Regions from separate parts of the Mus musculus genome. Here regions 1, 2, 3, 4, 6 and 7 are each linked to region 5. Evidence: chromatin contacts called from public promoter capture Hi-C data. All regions are on one chromosome and are shown on one strand. The core of a region is the stretch at or near the end of the contact, and the rest is flanking DNA. Distances in the headings are between cores, read along the strand shown.

Evidence for each region. Promoter capture Hi-C pulls out the DNA fragments that hold promoters and counts their contacts. Capture Hi-C pulls out chosen DNA fragments and counts their contacts.
Region 1: a promoter capture Hi-C map of hematopoietic stem and progenitor cells shows a contact between it and region 5, with 2.8 times the contacts expected there. The contact joins the promoter of Tctn1 here to the promoter of Anapc5 in region 5. A contact is called at or near these places in 3 of 39 promoter capture datasets (the HPC-7 cell line, hematopoietic stem and progenitor cells and liver).
Region 2: a contact with region 5 is called in a promoter capture Hi-C map of liver, with 2.4 times the contacts expected there. The contact joins the promoter of Diablo here to the promoter of Anapc5 in region 5. A contact is called at or near these places in 1 of 39 promoter capture datasets (liver), 2 of 115 datasets of contacts at active chromatin or transcription factors (astrocytes and memory CD8 T cells) and 1 of 9 other capture datasets (liver).
Region 3: a contact with region 5 is called in a promoter capture Hi-C map of pre-B cells, with 2.6 times the contacts expected there. The contact joins the promoter of Mlxip here to the promoter of Anapc5 in region 5. A contact is called at or near these places in 1 of 39 promoter capture datasets (pre-B cells) and 1 of 115 datasets of contacts at active chromatin or transcription factors (memory CD8 T cells).
Region 4: a promoter capture Hi-C map of pre-B cells shows a contact between it and region 5, with 3 times the contacts expected there. The contact joins the promoter of Vps33a here to the promoter of Anapc5 in region 5. A contact is called at or near these places in 1 of 39 promoter capture datasets (pre-B cells), 1 of 115 datasets of contacts at active chromatin or transcription factors (effector CD8 T cells) and 1 of 9 other capture datasets (pancreatic islet).
Region 6: a contact with region 5 is called in a promoter capture Hi-C map of pre-B cells, with 2.5 times the contacts expected there. The contact joins the promoter of Pptc7 here to the promoter of Anapc5 in region 5. A contact is called at or near these places in 2 of 39 promoter capture datasets (liver and pre-B cells) and 1 of 115 datasets of contacts at active chromatin or transcription factors (effector CD8 T cells).
Region 7: a promoter capture Hi-C map of pre-B cells shows a contact between it and region 5, with 3 times the contacts expected there. The contact joins the promoter of Sh2b3 here to the promoter of Anapc5 in region 5. A contact is called at or near these places in 1 of 39 promoter capture datasets (pre-B cells) and 1 of 115 datasets of contacts at active chromatin or transcription factors (astrocytes).

Annotation. Positions count from the first base shown.
Region 1 is chr5:122,263,172-122,266,132 of GRCm38.p6, forward strand. It overlaps Tctn1 (tectonic family member 1), which reads right to left and starts at 1,289. Exons shown (of 14, transcript NM_001039153.3): 1 at 967-1,289. The coding sequence starts at 1,198.
Region 2 is chr5:123,522,914-123,525,935 of GRCm38.p6, forward strand. Diablo (diablo, IAP-binding mitochondrial protein) reads right to left here and starts at 1,251. Exons shown (of 6, transcript NM_023232.3): 1 at 1,158-1,251; 2 at 342-468. The coding sequence starts at 1,207.
Region 3 is chr5:123,392,948-123,396,085 of GRCm38.p6, forward strand. Mlxip (MLX interacting protein) reads left to right here and starts at 1,851. Exons shown (of 17, transcript NM_133917.3): 1 at 1,851-2,395. The coding sequence starts at 1,983.
Region 4 is chr5:123,571,615-123,574,472 of GRCm38.p6, forward strand. Vps33a (VPS33A CORVET/HOPS core subunit) reads right to left here and starts at 1,401. Exons shown (of 13, transcript NM_029929.3): 1 at 1,266-1,401. The coding sequence starts at 1,367.
Region 5 is chr5:122,819,600-122,822,601 of GRCm38.p6, forward strand. Anapc5 (anaphase-promoting complex subunit 5) reads right to left here and starts at 1,743. Exons shown (of 17, transcript NM_021505.3): 1 at 1,381-1,743; 2 at 9-88. The coding sequence starts at 1,551.
Region 6 is chr5:122,283,009-122,285,771 of GRCm38.p6, forward strand. It overlaps Pptc7 (PTC7 protein phosphatase homolog), which reads left to right and starts at 1,390. Exons shown (of 6, transcript NM_177242.4): 1 at 1,390-1,901. The coding sequence starts at 1,661.
Region 7 is chr5:121,835,339-121,838,321 of GRCm38.p6, forward strand. Sh2b3 (SH2B adaptor protein 3) reads right to left here and starts at 1,521. Exons shown (of 8, transcript NM_008507.4): 1 at 1,212-1,521. It overlaps Gm32422 (a long non-coding RNA gene), which reads left to right and starts at 2,823. Exons shown (of 2, transcript XR_387683.2): 1 at 2,823-2,983.

The DNA of each region.
Region 1 (2,961 bases), core at 39-2,538, 560 kb before region 5:
AGGCCAGTCTGGGTCACTTAGCAAACCTGTCAGGAACAAAGTTAGGAAAGAAGGCGAAGGCAGGAGACTGGAATGGTTCTAGAACAGGCTGGGGAGATGGCTCAGGAGTTAAAAGCACATACTGCTTGTATACAGGACCTAACTTCTGTTCCCAGGACCCAAGTCAGCCAGCTCTCAAACAAACTCCAGCTCCCCACTTCGGTTCTCCAAGGGCGCCAATATATATCCACCCCATCCTCACAAACATATACAAATATGCACACACAATTTAAAATACTTTTTTAAGATTTAGAAAAAATTCCCCCCGAAAGTGGTATAACGCTCTGGAAAGGCACGAAGGGAAAGGGGAGTTTTATTGATAAATGAAAAATGCTTTCTTAGTCCGAAAGACAAATTAGCTCCTCCTTGACTAGGTCCTCTCTAGCCATGGACAACTGCGCGTACTCACTAAAAGAACGCCATACTCCCTTCACTGGGATGGGTAAAAGGGAGAGAGCAATTAAGTCCACTACCTCATGTGTTTAAATTTACAACCACGAATTGTTGCCAAAGCTTCAAATTCCGAGCGGTAAGTAGATACGGATGAAACAGGTGTGTTTAATAACTCCATTTAGCTGGTAAAAAATGTCTAAAACGCACTTAATCACCCTGAAAATATCTGCTGGGCTCTCAGTAATCTAGACACAACTGGGATGCCCATGTCCGTGTGTCTGCGTGGAGAGGACGAAGATCCACTTAGCACTCTTTCTTCTACCAGTACTGCCTTCAACTCATTCTGTAGGTTTCTATCTAGTACCCCACTGCAGCCGTCTGCAATGATGCGGAAAAGGGAGTAACTGAGCCCCGCCCTCCGCATTTGTGTGCCAGAGATCCGATCTCCCCCTGAGGGTAACGACAGGGAGGCTGAGAAGGGGGTAACTTTGAGCTGGTGTACCCGCTCCAGGGGGGTCACCCCTTTGTACCCACCGTCCGTGACCGGGGTAGGCCTGGGGCCAGAGCGCTCCGGTGCCCTGGGAGTTCCCGGGGTCCTAGGCGACAGGGAGGGCTGCAGAGTGGTGGGGGTGGCCTTGGTGGAATTGAGATCCTCCTTCGTCACTGCTGGGGTGGCCGCAGCCGGGATGGCAATGACCTGGGTGCTCGAAGAGGTGTAGCAGTTTAGGAGCACCAGCAGGAGCGGCGGGAGACCCCGCGACCCCATGGCCTAGCAGAGTAGCCCGCGCCGGGGAGCTAGGCCCGTCTGTTGCCCGGGCAACAGTCACAGCCTAGCGCTAGGTATCACGGGAAAGGGCTCGCGAGGCCAAACTGGTCTGCGGAAGAAGGTGGGGCCTGAAGTCAGACCCGCGAATGGGGCGGGAGCTGGGCGAGGCTATAGGCGGGGCCTGGGCGGAATCGGAGAGGAGGGGCGGGGCCGGTGGGGGCGGGGTATGAGACAGCTCTTTCTAAGGAGCCCTCAGAAAATCGGAAGATGTAAACTTCTGTTGTGACACTTTGGGTGCTGCGTGGTTGTTTTTTTTTTTTTTTTTAAAAATGTAGATTCCCAGCTATAGCCTCACAGAATTCGGAGTCAGTCAAGACTAGGGCAGAGCCTAGAAGAGAGTATTTCTAATAAAAGACCCGCAGCGCATGTTTAGAAGTGACTTGGTTCCTTTAAGTTACATTGAATTTCTTACCCCATGTAACACTTTCTTTACTTTCTTTGCCTTTGGATACATCGCAGGAGGTCGCCAGAGCACTTCTGTCCACGGATTTATTTATGATAAGAGAAACAAAAGAATTCTTAACTTTTTGGTTCTTTTAGACGGGATCTCTCTGTGCCTGACTAATCTCGAACCCAAGGCAGCCCTATGTCAGTGCCTCATGCCAGGCATGCACCACCGCATCCAACCTCCATATCTGCCTTTATGATTATATCATTTGGAATGTTCTTCTCATCGTGTGTGTGTGTGTGTGTGTGTGTGTGTGTGTGTGTGTGTGTGTGTGTTTACTGGTAGGGGGAGGATGGGGGAGGAATTTGAGACAGGGTTTCTCTCTGTAGACCTGACTGTCCCAGAATGCACTCTGTGGACCAGTCTGGCCTCGAACTCGGAGAACCACCTGCCTCTGTCTCTCAGGTATTTTTTAAGGGTTAGTTATGTTTTGTTTTGTTTTGTTTTTTGTATATGGTGTTGTGTCTGTATGTATGTACACCAGCAGAGGGCATCAGATCCCATGAGACAGTCATAGACATGACATGAGCCACCAAGTGGTTGCTGGGAATTGAACTCAGGACCTCTGGAAGAGCAGCCCAAGCTCTTAACCGCTGAGCCATCTCTCCAGCCCTTCCTTAAGTCTTACAGCCCTGTGCTTCAAATCATTCTGTGAAAAGTTCTCAAAATCCTTTTATCCAGTCTCAAGCCTCAATGTAATTTTCTGACATTTGACTTCAAGGTGTAGACTGTTATCTGCTCATACATTTCGAAAGCCTTAGGGGACAGTGGGGACTCATTTGTTAGTTTCTTTCTTTCTTTCTTTCCATCATAATTCACTGAGTCCATCTAGGGGCTAGAGAGATGACTCAGCCATTAGGAGCCCTTGCTGCTTGGAGAAGACCAGGGTTTAGTTCTCAGCACCAGCATGGTGGCTTCTCACCTGTGTTACTCCAGCTCTAAAGGATATAAACCGGTCCTCTGGTCCCTGGGGGCACCTGCATGAGTGTGTGCACCCAAATAAAAGCACACATCTAAATGTGACGCTTCCATTATTCAAAACTGAATATATGAATATAAGCAATATAGTAGTCACCTATGCTGGAGTTTCTTCCCAGTCAACATTTTTGTTGGCAACAAGTAACAAGTTTACTGGGTGTAGAATTTGGTTTGGTTTTAGTTTTCAGTGGTTTTTAAAGATTGATTTATTATTATATGTAAGTACACTGTAGCTGTCTTCAGATGCTCCAGTAGAGGGCATCAGATCTCATTATGG
Region 2 (3,022 bases), core at 1-2,500, 700 kb after region 5:
ACATGTGCAAAATTTAGCCCCTTCGATTTTGGTACAAGAATAACGGTCTACTTCCCAGTTCAACTGATGCTCAGTTTCAGGGGTGGTGGAGTGGGGGCAGAATCTGTTAAGAACACTGTTTCTATAACATGAGAAAATGGGAAACGTGCTCCACTCGGAAGATGCGGGTTTAGTACAGTACATGGCATCATGGAAGGGGGTACCTATGAAAGTGTGGCAGCTTGTCCAATGCTCAGGAGTTCACTAAGACTTGGAAATAGTCTCTGGGGCAAGTCAGGGTCCGGGCGTTCTTTCCCTGGCCCCTTTACCCTATATATAATAGTCACATGACAGTCCCTTACCTGAGCAATAGGAACCGCACACAGTGTCATGCCAAATCCAGTCAACACAGTTTTGTGCCATGGTTTTATCAATTCTGAGAAACAGCGTTTCTTAGAGTTAGCCAAGACAGGAAAACGCTGTCTGTACCTGGAAACATAAGTCAAAATTTAAAAAGCCCAAAATCAATCTGTAAAAGGCTCTGTGGTCTGCAGGAGTTTTGGACCAAGCAGTAAATGAGACTAAATGAGGAAGTGCCCGCAATCTTCTAAGAAAATAAACCACAGGACGGCCAGTTAAGTCTCGGCACTCGGGAGTCAGGGGCATGCGATCTGAGTTCCACGAGCGACAGGTCAATGCGCGTGGAAGCGTCCCGCCAGGCGGAGAAGTTTCAAAGTCGCCGCAGCCGATTAGCAACTTGACGCCAACGTAAAACTCTCCGGAGTGCGCAGGATTCAGCTTTAGACCCCGGGACCTGGGTTCCAGGTGTCGCCAATGGTCGCCTCCAGCAAATCCCGGGAGCGAGCCGCTGTCGCCGGTGGCCGAGTTTACGGGGACCCGTGCTCTCTCTAACAATGCGCTGCCAGCCAACGCCGTGGCCCGGCTGTCCCTCAGTGTCCCTGGGGACCCCCCAAAGCCAGCCCCCGGGATGCGTGGGAGGAGAACCACTTTCAGGCGCCCGTCCCTGATGGAGGACGAGGGACGAAGGCGGGGGCCCGCCTCTAACTTCAGAAGAAGGCGGGACGCGGCAGCACCACGGCCCGGGGCCGACGCACTGGCCGGCACGGCGCTCCCGGTTCCTCTCCGCCGCCGCCCGCCCTCTGCTACCGCGGCCGTACCTGAACAGAGAGCAGACGCTCCGAGTCACCCAACTTCTCAGAGCCGCCATCCCGCGGCGGACCGACGCCGGACGCACGCGCCGGAAGTGACGCAGCATAGCAAGCAGAAGCGCAAGCGAGGCGGGGCCCAAGGAGCCCGGAGCTTCATGGTCACGCCCCCAGAGGAGGACGCGGTTGCGATTGGACAAACGGAGTGGGCGGGGCCGGGACACCAGGAAACCGCTCTAACGGTCGCACCTGGCTTCCAACCGCTCCGACTTCGTCGCCGGTCCCCGCAGGCTCCAGTGCACGGGTGCTGAAGCCGGGTCGCGCGCCGTGACGCGGGCAGCGGGCTGGGGGGCGAGGCGAGGCGGGGCCGCTCCTGGAAAGGGAGACTGTGTGGCCAGGGAGGGGAAGCTCGGAGCCACGGCGAGGCGCGGTGGGGCGGGGCGGAGCAGGGCGGGGCCGGGGCGCTGTCACTTCAGCACCAAGAAGTAGGTGGTCCAGCCGGCCAGCAGGAGCGCCCCGATGAGCACAGTGTAGCTGAGGAGCACGAAGGCGAGCAGCTCCCGCAGCAACTGCAGCACGTGGATGGTGGACGAGGTCTGCATCGCCCTGCAGAGACCGGGAGCCTGAGCACGCACAGGCTGCACGCAATGAACAGTACTCTTCCAAGGCCAAGGAAGCCCAAAGTGCTATTCTCCCCTACACTGAAAGTCTAAAGCAGTAGTTGCCCCCCACTCTCACTGGCACTTGAACTCAGACAAGGGAAGGAGCCTGGTCTTTTCCAGTCCTGACTCTGTATTAGGCTCCAACCGCCCTCTCTTCCCACCATCTCTTGCATTTTTAATGGAGCTGGTGCCGCTAATGGGCTAGTGGAAGACAGTTTTATTTTCCCTTCACTCAAGCCGCAGCCCTGTCTATGGCCCTGTCTCATAGTGGAGGGGAAGCAGCAGGACATTGCTCATTCCCTCCGTCATTCCCCTGGCCTTGTCGATGATAGATTTTAAGGATTTTTTCTTGTGTGTGCCCCCAGTATGCTTGCCTAATAGCCAGTCAGGATTAAAATTGAAGGGTGTCAAGTGATGGGTACTAACTCGATTTCACTCATATCTTTCTTGATATGCTTTATGCATCTGCCCTTAGCTAATTTCACCTCAGATGCTAAGAGTCACAAGCTAGCTCAAATTCATTGCTGCCTTGCCTAGCAGTTACCATCAATGGCAGCCTCTAGTTTCCCACTCTTCCCAATTTACTTACTTGGCAAAGTTTCCACGACTCTTCCACCTCCACAGCTTCCACAGCCGCTCTCAGGTATGGTGAAAGTAGACTTGTACGCACTCCAGAGATCTGGGCAGAGCTGAGAGGTCTTCAGGCAGCTGGAGCACTCAACAACTAGGTGTGGTCTAGCGACCAATTACAATCTCTGTGTGGTTTCTGAGCTCCCAGGGAGCTGCGCACAGGCAATGCCAGACCAGGCGGGGCATTAACAGCCCTGCCCGCCCTCTGCCTGCATTACCTCCACAGCCTACAGGATGAGGCATCAGCAGTTTCCAGGACTTCTGACTCAAATGGGCTGAACAAGTGGTACACTAGGGGGTATTTCAAGCCCCTTCTTGTCTTGCTTGTCTAAATACTACAGACAGGCTGTACTTCCAATACTGCTAATACTGAGAGCAGCCCAGTTAAGTCTGGGATCTGGCAGAACCACTACACATTCACCAAGACTATCTTAGTAATGGAAAAGCTGCTGTTTTAAGAACGACAAGTGTGAACATGAATATGTGTGTGTGTGAGAACCATAGATGATAGCCCCAGAGCACGTGATCCTAATTTACAAAGTTTAGCAGTTTGCAAACTCAGTGCCCAGGCACTTTCCCAGTATA
Region 3 (3,138 bases), core at 601-3,100, 570 kb after region 5:
GACCAGGTTGGCCTTGAATTCATAGAGATCCTCCTGCCTCTGCCTCCCAAGTGCAGGAATTAAAGGCATGTACAGTATACCTGGCACCTAGGCTAATCTTACACTGCTTTCTGAGTGTTCCCTGTAGCTAGGGAACTACCTAGGCCAGCCATAACCCCCATTATATTTTCAGGTGTTTTTTTTCTCCATCACTTTTAAATATAATTACATACATGAGTACTGTATTTACACCATTTCCACTCCCCAACCCCCACCCAACTCCTCCCTTGTCTTTTTCTCACTCCCTTTGAAATGTGACCTCTTCTTTAATTATTATTTTTAAACATGCAGGCACACACACATGTATAAATATAGCCTGCTGAGTCCTTTTAGTATTGATAGGATGTGTTTAGAAAAGGTGACTATGTGGGGTTGGAAAACCCATCTTCTCCCTGGAGAATAACTCTTTCTCTCTCTCCCCCCCGCATCATTAGTTGCCTGAACTCCATTTAAGAGGGGGTCTTGTGAGATTTCCCCCATCCATCTTGGGATGTCAACTGGTGCTGCAATTTTGTAGTTCTTGTTTAGACCATGGAGATTTCACAGGTGTAGCTTCCTTGTCATATACAGAAGACACCCTGATCTTTTCCCCTCTTATAATCTCTCGTGGTGGTTACAAGGCCAGCCTTGTCTACATAAGGACTACATGTAGAGATTCTGTCTCCAAACAAAATCTTTTATTTATTTATTTTTACCTTTATTTATCGTGAGAAGCGCAGATGCCACAGTGGGGTTGGGGTGGTCAGAGATTAAGTTGTTGGGAGTCTTCTATCTTGTGGGTCCCACGGGTTGGAATGAAGGTCAGACTTAACAGCAAGTGCTTTTATTTACCTACTGAACCATCTCACTGGATTTCCTAAAATATAAAATAAAATAAAAGTGTCTTTGAGACAGGGTATCATGCAGTTCAAACTAACCTAGAATTTGGGGAACTTCTGATCCTCCCACCTCTGCTCCCCTCCTGTTAGGATTGCAGGCACGCGCATGTGTTACCATGACTGGCTCATTGCTATTTTTAGGTTGACACAACTTTCTGAGACCTAGGAATTGCAGTAAAGACAACTAGGCTCCAAACTTCCCCTTTGGAATTTGGCTTCTGGGCCAAACTTCCAAACAATAGCGACAGTATTTTGATTTGTGGCTGAAGTTGTTGGGTCTGGAGGCAGACAGCTAGGCTCCTGCAGAACTCTACTACTGTTTAAGAGCGGTGATGCCCAGGAGCCATGCCTTAACCCGGGAGAGTCAGTTTCTGCCCCTAAGGATGTGATGATTCTGTGAGCCTTGCTCTTGGGTCTTGTTGGAACCTTAGGCACACCCCTTAGAGTGTAGGTAACTCAATCTTCTCATCAACAAAATGGGGACGGTAGACAAAATCAGGAAGGCTTTTGAGGACTCAGTTCCGGGTATGGAGGGAGAAAGCTGGCCTAATGTGGGGGAAGGAGCTCCACCCCTACCCACCACGTGGAGTGCCCTCCTTGCCCGCAGTGAGGCCGCAGGGCTATTCCCAAGCTCCGGGCGTGGCGGAGGCGGGGCAGGGGCTGGAGCCAGACTAGTTGAACAGACAGCCAATGCCGCCCTGAGCCCAGGCTCCCCGAGAGGCGCGGCCTGGCTTTCTCGTCTCTCTACTCCAGGGCCAGCCGGAGGGGAAAGAGGACAGCCAGGGGCCGGGCGTGGAGGCGTGGCCTCCGGCTTTTTTTTTTTTTTGTCCGCCCGGAGAAGAAAAGCTTCCTCCTGCACCTTTAAGAGGCAGAGGCGAGCATCCGATTGGCCAAGACGACAGTGACGTTACGAGGAGGCCCGCGCCCTCCCCCTCAGGCCGCGCGTTCCCGGGCAGTCTGCGCGAGGGCCGGGCCGGGTCGGGCCGGCGGCCCCCTCCGTTCCCCGTGCTTCTCCGCTTTACGTCGCCCCGGCTCCCGGGGGATGCCCCGGACCAGGTTCTCCTCATGGCTGCCGACGTTTTCATGTGTTCGCCGCGCCGGCCCCGCAGTCGGGGCCGTTCGGTGCTGCTCAAGCCTCAGGTGCCCGAGGACGACGACGACTCGGACACAGACGAGCCGTCTCCGCCGCCCCCCTCCGGCGTGGCCACTTCAGCCCGGGCCCACGCGAGCGCCGCGCCGCTGCCGCCTCGGGCCGGCCCGGGCCGCGAGGAGCCTCCGCGCCGACAGCAGATCATCCACAGCGGCCACTTCATGGTGTCCTCTCCGCACCGCGAGCACCCGCCCAAGAAGGGCTATGATTTCGACACGGTCAACAAGCAGACGTGCCAGACCTATAGCTTCGGCAAGACCAGCTCCTGCCACTTGTCCATCGATGCGTCGCTCACCAAGCTCTTCGAGTGCATGACCCTGGCCTACAGGTAGGGGACCCGGTGACGCCCCCACCCGACTCCCAGACCTGGCCGAGCCCCATCTTCACCCCGGTCTCTCTTGAACAAAAACCCAGCTTGGACCTTTGGCTTCACACTGTCCCTTTGGAAATTCCTTCTAGGACGATTTGTGAGTCTGGGGTCTCCACCATGGAGAGAGGCGCCAGGGTTCCGGCCTTGTAGCCCTGTCAGCCGGTCGTTCCTGGGTTCTTCCGGCTTCGTGTTCCCCATCCAGGCCCTCCCCTCCTCCAATGCCCGTGGTCACCGGTTTTAGACAAGAGTTAGGTGTAGCTACAGGCTGTGTGTTGTTGTTTTCCTCCTTTTCTTTTGGCTCTGTGGACCCCTTCCTTCTATTGCTTTGTGTGTTTACAGCAACACCCAACGGTTAAGATCACCTGTCCAGGGTGGCTAGGGCGCTGGCTGCACTATCTTAATGATTGTGTAACGCCTTGGAGCCTGTTTCCTTGTCTATAAAGGGGGGCGGGGTGGGGGGTGACAGTAGTGTTGACCTCTAGGGGGCTGCTTCAGGGAAGGGTTGAGATAGGCCGAGTGGGTTTTTAGGTGCTGCTTAAATGTGAGTTACTTTTCCTGATTGTCCATGCATCTGGAGCCTGGGTTCTCTTACATCTCCTTTACAGGGAAATTCTGAGGCAGGACCCTTTGCACACAGTGGACTTGTGGAGTTTATTTTCCTGGGAAGTTGGAATTTGTTTTTGTTTTGTTTTGTTTGTTTG
Region 4 (2,858 bases), core at 151-2,650, 750 kb after region 5:
TAATTTTATAAGGTTTAATATTTTCCCTGCCCCACCCCCACTTTAATTATGTCTAGTTGTATGTGTCTGTGCCTGGGTATGTGCAGGTGGGTGCGGTTCCCCTCAGAGGCCAGATCCATCAAATTTCCAAGGATCTGGGGTTACAAGTGGTTGTCTGTAGGTGCCAGCAACTGATCTGGGCTCCTCTGGAAGAGCTACACTCCCTCTTCACCTCTAAGCCACCTTTCCAGAATATTCTTCTAAAAGTTAGAGTTAGGATTTTTAAAGGCTCTGGTCACATTATAGCCTAAGGGTCGAAAAGAACCTTCCACAAAGGGGGAAATTTCATGATACTGGCATCAAAGATCCCTGCTTCCTCCAGGAGAAACACTTTGTAAACCTGGTCCACACAATCTATTATATCTGATTTCGACATCATTTTCAGTTTAATACTGCCCCCTGTGATTTAATAATCTGCCTTTTTGACTCAATGACTTAGTTGGAGCTATGTTTACAAAACTGATTCTTTTTGGGTGGGTGGGGGTAGGGAGTGTTCTTGGTTTTTTCAAGACAGGGTTTCTCTGTGTAGCCCTGGCTGTCCTGGAACTCACTCTGTAGACCAGGCTGGCCTCGAACTCAGAGATCCGTCTGCCTCTGCTTCCCAAGTGCTGGGGCTAAAGGCGTGCGCCACCACTGCCGGGCCCAAAACTGATTCTTTGAGCATCTGTTTTGTTTTTTTCTTCAGATTAGAACTTCCCATTCCCTGTAGAGGGATGGGGTATGATTAATAAATCTCAGAATAGAGGGAAAAAATGCTTAAAAGAAAACCTCACAGCATGGCTCATGCCTGTAGTGCCAGAGGCGAGAGAAAGGAGGAGTGCCGGCAGGAACAGTCTATATAGCCAGGAATAGGCTCAAAAATAAAATGGAGAGCCGATCCCAGCACTCAGAGGCAGTGACAGGTGGATCTCAGTGAGTTCGAGGGCTACACAGCGTTACCCTGTCTCAAACACTGAGAGGAAAACAGGAAGAAAGGAAATTCTATGAAGTCCCCGATCTAGACAAAAAACGATCCATGTTGAAGTTACGAAGTGACAGCTTGTCTTTCACAAGCTGTGTGCCGAGGGCTGTGGGCGTGCGTGCTTCCAGGCTGGAAAGGACAACTGTCTCGCAGGTCGGGGAGCTCCCGGCCAGGGGCTGTCACTGAGCGGGCGACCTGATCGCCCCCACGGCCTCGCACAGTCCCGCCCGGCCAAGCTTGGTGGCGCCGGGGCCCTGTCCCTCACCTTGCTCCCAGCGCACTTGTCCAGGAACTCGCGCAGCTCCCGACGCACCGCCTCGCGCAGCACGTTCAGGTTCACTCGCCCGTACGACAGGTGCGCCGCCATCTTGCCCGGGCACCCGCATTTCCCCAGACGCCGCCTGCGTCACGTGACGGGACGTTCACGTGATCCGAGTCGCTGAGGCACATTGAACGCGAAAGGCGGAGTCCTGCTGACAGTGATGCTCCTTCAAGGTCCTAGTGCGCATGCGAGGAGGAGTCCCCTCCCCGCCCCTTTCTAAAGTATTTCCCTACCATGCCTAAGAATGGTGAGCAGTGAAAATTGACTTTGTTTGTTTGTTTTCGAGACAGGGTTTCTCTGTGTAGCCCTGGCTGTCCTGGAACTCACTCTGTAGAACAGGCTGGCCTCGAACTCAGAAATCCGCCTGCCTCTGCCTCCTAAGTGCTGGGATTAAAGACGTGAGCCACCATCCCCAGGTCTTAAGGATGGAATTTAGATGTTATTTGTCGCGTTTAAAAGCACCATCCTTGTGTCTTCACAGCTAGAATACTGGTGTAAAATGGCGATCGAGGCCAAACTACAAAATGCACCTTACTACACCCAGTAAGTGGTTCAATCGCAGAGCAAGCTTATCTCTCCAAGTTCAAGGCCAGCCTGGTAAACATAGCGAGCTCCAGGACAACCAGGGCTACACAGTGAGACCTGTCTCCACATAAACAAACAATAAATGGACTGGAGAGATGGTTCACCAGTTAAGAGCACCTGCTGCTCTCCCATAGACCAGGTTCCCAGGATCCACAGTATAGCTCGTGACCATCTGTAACTCCGGTTCCAGGGTGTTGTGTTTTATAAAACAAGAAAAGGAAGCCAGGGATATGCTTGATAGAGTGAGGTATGGTGAGGTGGAAGGTGGTGCCTCTGCGAGCTTATGCTGAGACATCCCTTCCCCATGAGGTAACAGCCATATGACGGATATAGTATGGAATAGAGTTTATTTAGGGCATGGGGAGATGGGGAGGGGAGTTGAGGAAGGAGGTGGGGAGGGGAGAGGAGGGAAAGGGGAAGGGAAAGAGAGAGGGGGAGAGGGAGAAAATAGAGGCGTAGAGGCCGGCCAGGAACACGTGGAGACAGACAGGAAAGGGGAAAGGAGAGAGAAGGGAGAGGGAAGAGAGAAGGTAAGAGAGTGGGGGGGGGGGGGCCGCAAGCAGCCTCTTTTATATTGAGTCAGGCACACATGGCTGTTGCCAGGTAACTGCGCAGCAGAGCCTGGAAGAAATGCTAACACGGGATCTAGTGCCCCTTTCTCACCTAGGAGAGCAAGGCACACAGCACTGATAGATACTTTCAGGCAAACACAGTTTAAAAAATAAGAGAGAGAGATGGCTTAGTGGGAACACGCTGTTCTTCCAGAGAACCAGAGTTGGGGTTCCAGCTCAAAACTGCCTGTAACTCCAGCATTCCAGTTCCACATCCTCTATGCCCACTTCTGATCTCCATGGACTCACGGCAAGTTAATGATACTGAAGTTGAGAATAATAATCTGTTGCAAGGTATTATTCTTATTTATATTTTATGTAAATGAATATACTATCACTC
Region 5 (3,002 bases), core at 493-2,992:
AAGTTCACCTGATCTGCACTGAATTTGCCAGCTGAGGACACGATTCTTCAATTAGCTTGTACAGCTTTGACAGTGTAATATCTGGGCCCTGTGTAAAGGAGAAAATAAGGTTAGAGATAACGGGCAAAGAGCTTCGGACTGAGAAACGACTGAAAAGAGTCATTTATCAATCATTCCAAACGAGACACATGGAATCAGGATTTTCCTGACTATGCAAAATACGAAGACATACTTCACATTTGTAGATTGGTTTTAGTCAATGGAATAATCTATTAAAAAAAAAAGGAGAAAGAAAAATGAACAGGATTTATAGGATAAGGCTCTCTTTCCTTTGTTACTCTTAACAGGCAACGCTGAGCCCGTCTCCATCAGTTAAATGGACTTAATAATCACTATCTCCTTTGTCTGTGGAAAAGTTAAGTGGGAGACTGTGAAAGGCTTTGCACACCGGGAAGCACTATACAAAGGTGGGTGCTCTAGTTCTCCTGAGTATAAACACATTTCATCGTTTTCTGAACTGGGGAAGGAAGGCTAACCCAGAAGCAGAGCCTTCTCTAGACAAGGTTTAAAATTACTCACTGGGGCCATTTTTAGAAAGTCAGTGTTTACACCACTCTAGATGTAGGTAACCCAACTCGACTTCTTGGGAAATTGTATTTGACATATACTATTTTAAGATTGCCTGTATGGCTGGGTATACAGCTCTAATCTCAGCACTCAGGAGACAAAGGCAGGGGGATCTCTTGAGTTGGAGGCCACCCTGGTCTACAGAGCGAGTTCCAAGACATCCAGGGCAACACAAAGAAACCCTGTCTTGAAAAACAAACCACGGGTTGGTGAGATGGCTCAGCGGTTAAGAGCACTGACTGCTCTTCTGAAGGTCCTGAGTTCAAATCCCAGCAACCACATGGTGACTCACAACCATCTGTAATGAAATCTGACCCCCTCTTCTGGGGTGTCTGAAGACAACTACAGTGTACTTACATATAATAAATAAACAAGTTAGAAAAAAAGAAAAACAAACCACTACAAAGTGAGTTCCAGGACAGAGAAACCCTGTCTCGAAAAACCAAAAAAAACCCAAAAACAAACAAAAAAAGACAAACAAACCAAACTAAAAGAACCTATATGTTAAAACAAAAACAAAAAAAAAAACCCTCAAAACTTATCATTTATAGGAAAAGAGTTAAACCATGCCGGTTAGCTTAGGATGAAATATCATGCAGTTGCTAGTGTTCTTTTTCAGTGACAAGATGAAGCCCCGCCCCCAGGGCCCCTCCCCCGGGGCTGGACCTTCCCTGCCCTCCAGCTCAGGGCGGGGCCCACGCGAAGCGCGCGCGCGCGTGCGGTAATGGGCGGGAAAGAGCGGGCGCCCCTCACCTGCAGCAGGGGCAGGAGCAGCTGGTTGAGCTTCCGCCGCTCCACGAGGCTGACGGCGCCCTCGCCCGTGCGGCCCATCTCGTTGAGCAGCACCAGGACGGCGATCTTATAGGGCGTCACCCAGTCCTTGATGCCAAACAAGTTGGCGTGCACTACCCCGTTGGTCATCATCGGGCTGAAGTCCTGGCTCTTCGTGGACGCCGGCAAGGACAGGCCCTCTCCAGGCCTGCCACGCGCCGCGCCCACGAGCCGCCTTTACGCCATGGCTGCAGCCGCCCGGCACCTTAACCCGCCCAAGACTGTTTCCCACAGTAGCGGGGGCCTCAGTGTCCCTCTCCCACCCCGGCGGTGCCTTCGACCAATCAAAGACCAGAAGGAAGACTGACAGCCAATCAAAACAGCCAAACCTGTAGTGAGCGGGGGTAGGGGAGGGGGTGGGACATAAATGGTGTTATGGCAAATCGGTTCCCTACAGAAACGCTCAACCAAGGCGACCAGGTTCCTAGTCGACGTGGACAGGGATCTGGGAGGAAGACGCAGGGATTTTGATCAGAGACAGCGTGAACTACAGGCCACGCGTGTATTTATTTAATTTGATCTTCCTTCTCGCCCCCATTTAATTGCATCTTTGCCTCTAGCGGTACACGAAATTGAACAAGACACCTCGCCTGTATATGTGTATACCAGGGAAGCTCTCTTAACAAAGACCTTCAGCTGAAGCGATGCTCCTCCCCTTTTGGAGAAAAAAAAAAAAAAACTTACTAAGTAGCATAAACTGGCCTTGAACTCGCGACAATAGCTGAGATGATTTGAATGATCTACCCTGCCCAAAAGACATTTTTAAATCATTGTATTTAAAAGCAATGGGATTAAATTGGCATGTTTAAATTATATTTGCATACTAGATGTGATAGCTCCCTGCCTCTTACTCCAGCAACCTGGAGGCACAGGCAGTGGCAAGCACATCTCCATAAATTCGAGGCCAACCTGGTCTATAAAGCCAGTTCCAGGCCAGCTAGGTCTGCATAGTTAAGAAGACCCTGCCTCAAAAAACTTTTTTTTCGCTAGGCAATGATGGCACACGACTTTAATCCCAGAACGTGGGAGGCAGAGACAGACAGATTTCTTTTCTGAGTTCAAGGCCAGCTTGGTCTACAGAGTGAGTTCCAGGACAGCCAGGGCTACACAGAGAAACCCTGTCTAGAAAAACAAAAACAAAAAGCATTTTTTTCACTCATATTAAATTTTTTTGATACAAGGTGTCACCATGCAGCCCTTTGTAGAACCTGCCTCTGCCTCCCTACTAGCAGTAGGGAGCCACCATGCCTGTCCTTATTCTCCTTTTGTAAGGACAAGAGCCCATGTTTTTCTTCAACATCTCACAAATGCCATTTGTAGGCAGCTACGTGTCAGTTTGCAAGTGCGATACCCATAGTGAAACAAAAGGTAAGACCACCTTCTTGTGAATGGATATCTGTATCCCACCTAAGTCACTACAAAGTCCAACATCAGGTAAATGAAGCTCTTAAAACCAACCCCCGGTCTACAGTATTTTCAGTCTGACTTTTCACAATGCCCCTTCTACTTATCTGTATTTCTCAAGACACTTAGTTCTCTAGAGC
Region 6 (2,763 bases), core at 140-2,639, 540 kb before region 5:
GCAACCACATGGTAGCTCACAACCATCCATAATGAGATCTGACGCCCTCTTCTGGTGTGTCTGAAGACAGTTACAGTGTACTTAGATATAATAATAAATAAATCTTAAAAAAAAAAAAAAAGAACAGTAATGACGATGATGATGATAAAGAGTCTTTGCTGTTACTCAACTGAAATAATTTCTTAGGGAAATAACTTACAATTGTTAATATTTGGGGAAGGCTGTTTGATCTTTGTTCAAATAGGCCAAGAGTTTTAGAAAAAATAAAATAGAAAGTGCCCCCTCTCTTCTTTATCTCCCTCTCTCTTCTTTCTTTCTTTCTCTCTCTTTCTCTCTCTCTTTCTTTCTTTCTTTCTTTCTTTCTTTCTTTCTTTCTTTCTTTCTTTCTTTCTTTCTTTCTTTTTTGAGACAGGGTGTCTATGTAACCTTAACTGACCTGTAACTCACTATGTAGATCAGGCTGGCCTCATGTTCACAGATCTGCCTACCTCTGCCTCCTAACTGCCAGGGATTAGAGCTATAGGCCATCATGCCTGACCCCTTCTTTCTGCCAAGGGATGACCCTCTTGAAAAGAGAAGGCAGCTGTGGCTGGAGAAAGAGGCCTCATCTTGGCAGTTCTCTCAGCCCTCCACAGTTTCTGAAGGCCTCCAAATCAGAGGCAGGAAAAAGACCTGCTTGGCCAGGTTGACTGTCAAACTTAGGATCTAGGGTACTAGATCTGGGGCTTTCAAGACACAGGAATAATGGAAATGTTAGGATTGCCGTTTCTCACCCAGTATACTAGATGGTGTAGAATCCCAATCTTGGTTTCTTACAGTTATGTAAAGGAATATATATAGAGAGAGGGTGTGTGTATGTGGTGTGTATGGAAGAAACTGTTAAACAAGATATAGTGGCACATAATTTGTAATCCTTGAACTTGAGAAGCTGTAGGCAAGATCAGAAGGAATCCAAGGCCAACCTTGGTGACAGAGCGAGTCTGAGGTCAGCCTGTGCTTGATGAAACTCTATCTCAAAAAAATCAGAAGAGGGAAAAAAAAAGGTGGTGAGAGAGAAAAAAAATCAAAACAGGACACCCATTCTAATTCCCCCCCAAAAAAAACCCCCAACAACCCAGTCTACCGGTCATTCTCAATAATTTACAGTCCTCTGGTAAATCTAACTCCTGGATCACAGGTAGCCAAGACCAAAGCGACTATAACTCTTAACTACGACTTCCAGGAGACACTGCGCCCACACCCTTTGCGCACGCTCGATTCCGGTGACTACATAGGGCTGCGAGTCCGAGGGGGCGGGGCTTGGACCTGAGCCGCGGAGAGGGGGCGGGGCCGGGGCGGGGTCGGAGAGGGGGCGGCGCTGCCGGCGCGGCCCGGAACACGCTAGTGGAGCGGAAGATGGCGGCGGCGGCGGCGGCTGCAGCCGGGACCCCAGTGTGGTTGAGGCGGAGGAGCCGCCGGCTCTGACCTCGCTCTGGCTCCAGTGCGTGCGGTAGAGCGTGTGCGAGGCCCCGTGCGGCGGGCAGGGGCGGCAGTGGCCAGTGCGCGCCGCCCTGAGGAACGCCCCGGCGGCGCGGCTGCGGCGGAGGAGAGAGCCGGCTCCGGGCCTCGGCGTCCTCCGGCGCCCCGGGCCCCGCGCCTCCTCGGGGGGGCGGCGGCGGCGATGTTCTCGGTCTTGTCGTATGGACGCCTGGTGGCCCGTGCCGTGCTCGGCGGCCTGTCGCAGACCGACCCCAGGGCGGGCGGCGGCGGCGGCGGCGGTGGTGGCAGCAGCGGCGACTACGGGTTGGTGACGGCGGGCTGCGGCTTCGGCAAGGACTTCCGTAAGGGCCTGCTCAAGAAGGGCGCGTGCTACGGGGACGACGCGTGTTTCGTGGCCCGCCACCGCTCGGCCGACGTCCTGGGTGAGTCCCCCGGCCCCAAGTCGGCCTCCTGGGGACTCCGGAGTGCGAGTCTTCCCTGCTTCCTCCGCTGAGCGCAGCGCAGCGCCTTGCCGAGCGCCCCGAGATGCGTTTTCTGCCTCACGATCCCTCCCTCCCCATCCCCACACTTTAGAAATGGGGAAACTGAGGGACAGAGCGGTGGAGCCACGTGCCCAAGGTCACCGCCTTGGGAATGTGTCCAGTCCGTCCCGGTGCAGAACCGCGCACTCTTCTTAGTCACAGCCCCCACGCGACCTCGTCCTCCTCGTTCGGCGACACCTGCAGGCTGCTAACCTCGCTTTGCCTCACTCCCTCCTCCCTCTTGGCGCCCCGGGAATCCCTGCTTCTTGGCGAGCTCCTGACGCCACGGCCCGGTCCCAGCTGCGGGATCCGGGAGCAGACCCGAAGACAGACGGCGGGGAGCCCACAGCCCCCCGTCGTGGGTTCTTCCCGCTGCCTGGACCGTCCTCGGATTGCCATCCTTTTCGGGAAGGGCCGTGGGGTTGTGGGTGGACTGCTGGCCTGGTTAGAAATTCTAGCAGTGCTTTCTCCCTAACCCAGCTTGTCTACTTGAGGTCACTTGGGGGTGGCAGAAAGGTCTCCTTGACCCAAAATAGAATGGCTGGACCTGCTTGTAGGCTGCAGCCAAAAAGGCTGTGAGACTCGGTCACAGCTTTTTAGGCCACAGGTGCTTCCTAAGATCTATCCCAGTTACTAGAGGAGAGAGAGAGAGAGAGAGGAGAGAGAGAGAAAGAGAGAGAGAGAGAGAGAGAGAGAGAGAGAGCTGTCCAAAGGCCTAAACAAATGCACAAGCTGTCAGAAACTTTACCTAGGGTATGCCCTT
Region 7 (2,983 bases), core at 271-2,770, 980 kb before region 5:
CAGCCCAGCTACTCAAAGGAAAGGACCGTCACTTCTCTAAGAACATTTTGAACGATGAGGACCAGGCACTGGGTGACATTTGGTGCCAGAGAGTCAGGAAGGAAGAGGAGCAGCAAATGACCTCAACAAAACAGATAACACCCTTGTCATGACTGCCTGCCCTCCTGATCAAGCCATCCTGTGCTCTGGTGGCCCTCACAAGTTAGGTGTCAACTGAGGGAACCCAGGCCAGGAAGGGGTTTGTCATCTGACCCTGCCCAGGGTCCTTCAGAGTTCCCTGCCCACAGACTCGGGAAACCCCAGAGCAGCTATGCTCAGGAGAGAGCCGAGGACGGTCCCAGGGCCAGGGTCAATAAAACTGGACAGTCTGAAAACCAACGGCCTGTAACTGAGGTCTTCTCCCAACGGCCTGTAACTGAGCCCTTCTCCCAGCCGGACGCAGGTGCCTTCCACACAGCATTCATTAAAACTCCACCTCATTGTAACTGCACCACAAATCTCTTCTCACTCACTGAACAGCGGGGAAACTGAGGTCGCGACCCTCATCTTGGAGAGCAGAGGAGAAAGAACACAAGTTCTGCCTCTAGGACCCTCGGTTTCCTCTCTTGTCACTGCCCAGCCCTTGAGATCCCCAAACCACAGCTGCTGCCGCTGCTGCGGGCCAGCCCCTTCCCAGCTGACCACCCATTGGGACTGCACAAGTTCCAGAATGTATTCACCCCTCCTGGCTCAGATGGCGTTTCCTCCCAGAGGAGGCCTGGGGAACAAGGTTCAGAAAGTGTCCTAAGAGCATAAAACTCTTATAACCTCAACTTCCCCCAGCGGGCCCTGGCCTGTCATGGCCTGTCCCACCCCCTTCCCCCATCTCTGGCTGATTTCACCTTTAGGACTCCGCATATCATCCTTGGTTGATCACCGGGGCACTAGTGACACACGTGTCCCCCCCTCCCACCCTCACCGCCAGCACACCCCCCCCCCCGGCAGGGGCCCAAGCACGCTGTGTGCCGGGACAGCTCTCGGTTCCTCCCGCGGCGCCCCGCCAGGCTCCTCTCCGGAGGCCCCAGCTGAAAGCACTGACCTCCGCGCCCACATCACTGCGGTCTGGGATTGGGGAAGAGAAACAGAATGAGGAAACGCCAGAAAACAGAAGCGGGACCCGGGGACGGCCGCCCGGCCCAGTTCCTCCAACACGCTCGGCGGGCCGCGCTTACCGCGCAAGCTGCGGGTCGGGGCCCGGCCGGCCCATGGCGTCGCACGGCCTCTCGGCGCTCAGGCAGGAAACCCCGGCTCGGAAAACGGCCAGCGCCTCATTTCCGCCGCCAGCTCCTGACAGCAGCCGGGGGACGCGGCCTCGGGCCGTCCCCAGGACGCTGCTGCTGCTGCCGCCGCCGATGTGGACCCCGTGTGGCCCGTGACAGTCTGGGCTGGAGAGCGGCCAGGCGGAGGCGACGGCCCGAGCCCATGCCGCCCCACGCCGTTATGTAAAGAGGAACCAGCCGCGAGCCGCGCGCGGCGGCGGAGGGCGGCCTGGGGGCGTGGCCACAGAGAGCCACGCCCCGGGGCCGCCTGCGGAGGCCGGGGGCGGAGCCTATCCCGGCCCCGCCCTCCTCTCGCGCCTCCGCCCGCTGCCCGGTGGGAGGTAGCATAGCGACAAGCTCCGCCCCCATAAGGCGCGCTCTCTGCACCCAAGTTGCGTCGCGCCCCCTAAAGAAGGGAAAAAAAATAATAATAAAATAAAGAATCTCGAAGGGGAGGAGCGTGCTCGGTCCCGCCCCTCTCGCGCTGGCCAGTCACCGCGTGCCTCGGCAAGGCGGGGCCCCTAGAAGGGGTGGGGCGGGGCTAGGCGCGCGATGGGCGTGGCTGCCCCGACCTTCGGGACCTCCTAGGGGCGCGCCCCTGCGGACTCCCTCCAAGCCCAACCTTATCTGAGCTTGCCCGGCCGGGTCTAGCAACTGCGACCGCGGTTTTCATCACCTCCAGGGGAAGGGGCCAGCCCCACCCTGGCCCCACTATCCATGACTCCGCCGAGCCGTCCTGCCTCCGCGGCGCCATCCATTTGAAGTCCGCTCCCCTCCTAAGGTCCTCGGAGTCCCGGAACGGGCCGAGTAGGCTGTTCTCTACCTGGCCGCCCGGCCGCATTCTCTAGCTTGATGAAACTTTCTCCAAGAGCTCCTTCGCATCCCAGGCAGCCGAGCCCTTTGAACGTCCACGCCTGCGCGCCCCTTAGCCCTTTACCTTTTCTCTATCGCCACATTGGCTAACAGTGGGGTGCCCCTGTTCTGAAGTGGAGTCACTCACTGCACGCCAGTCTTCCCCGCGACTCTACGGAGGGAGGGGAAAGAGGAATGCCTGTCCCCTCCCCCTCCCCCAACAGGAAGCAGGCCGCCCACGCCCCCAGCTTGGAGGGGCCACTGCAAGCCTTCCCAGACGACAGGCTCCCACGAGCCGCTGGCTCCCTGGAGCCTTCCCCTTGCTGCGTGGGACCAAATATTTGACCCCCTCCAACTCAGTTTTTTCATCTATGAAATGGAAATAACACGTGTCTCCAGCCCACTCAGGGACTGGAAGAAGTGAGTTGCTCACATTAGAGCAGCCTAACCAACCGGGCTGAATTCAGTCCCCGGGCCTGCTGTTGGAGCCCGAAGAAGGGACTCCCCCGTAGGTGGGGATTTCCACTACAATCGGACGGCAGCAAGCTGGAGCCTGGTAGCAAAATGGCTTGGAAGAAGCCCCCACCCACCCACCCCCAAAAAACGAGCCAAGGCAATGTCTTAGGCACTATAAGGTGTTTGTGGACATCAGTTAGTGATTCCCTCGTGGGGGCGCCACTCTGGTTGGGAGACAGCATCGGTGACAGCTCCGTTGTGGAGTTGTCTTTGGGACACAGGAAGAGAAATCTTTGAGTAATATTTAAGCTGCGATCTCCCACATGATGAGGGGGGAAGGCAATCCCAGTCAATGCAGCGCCAAATGCAGAGGCTCT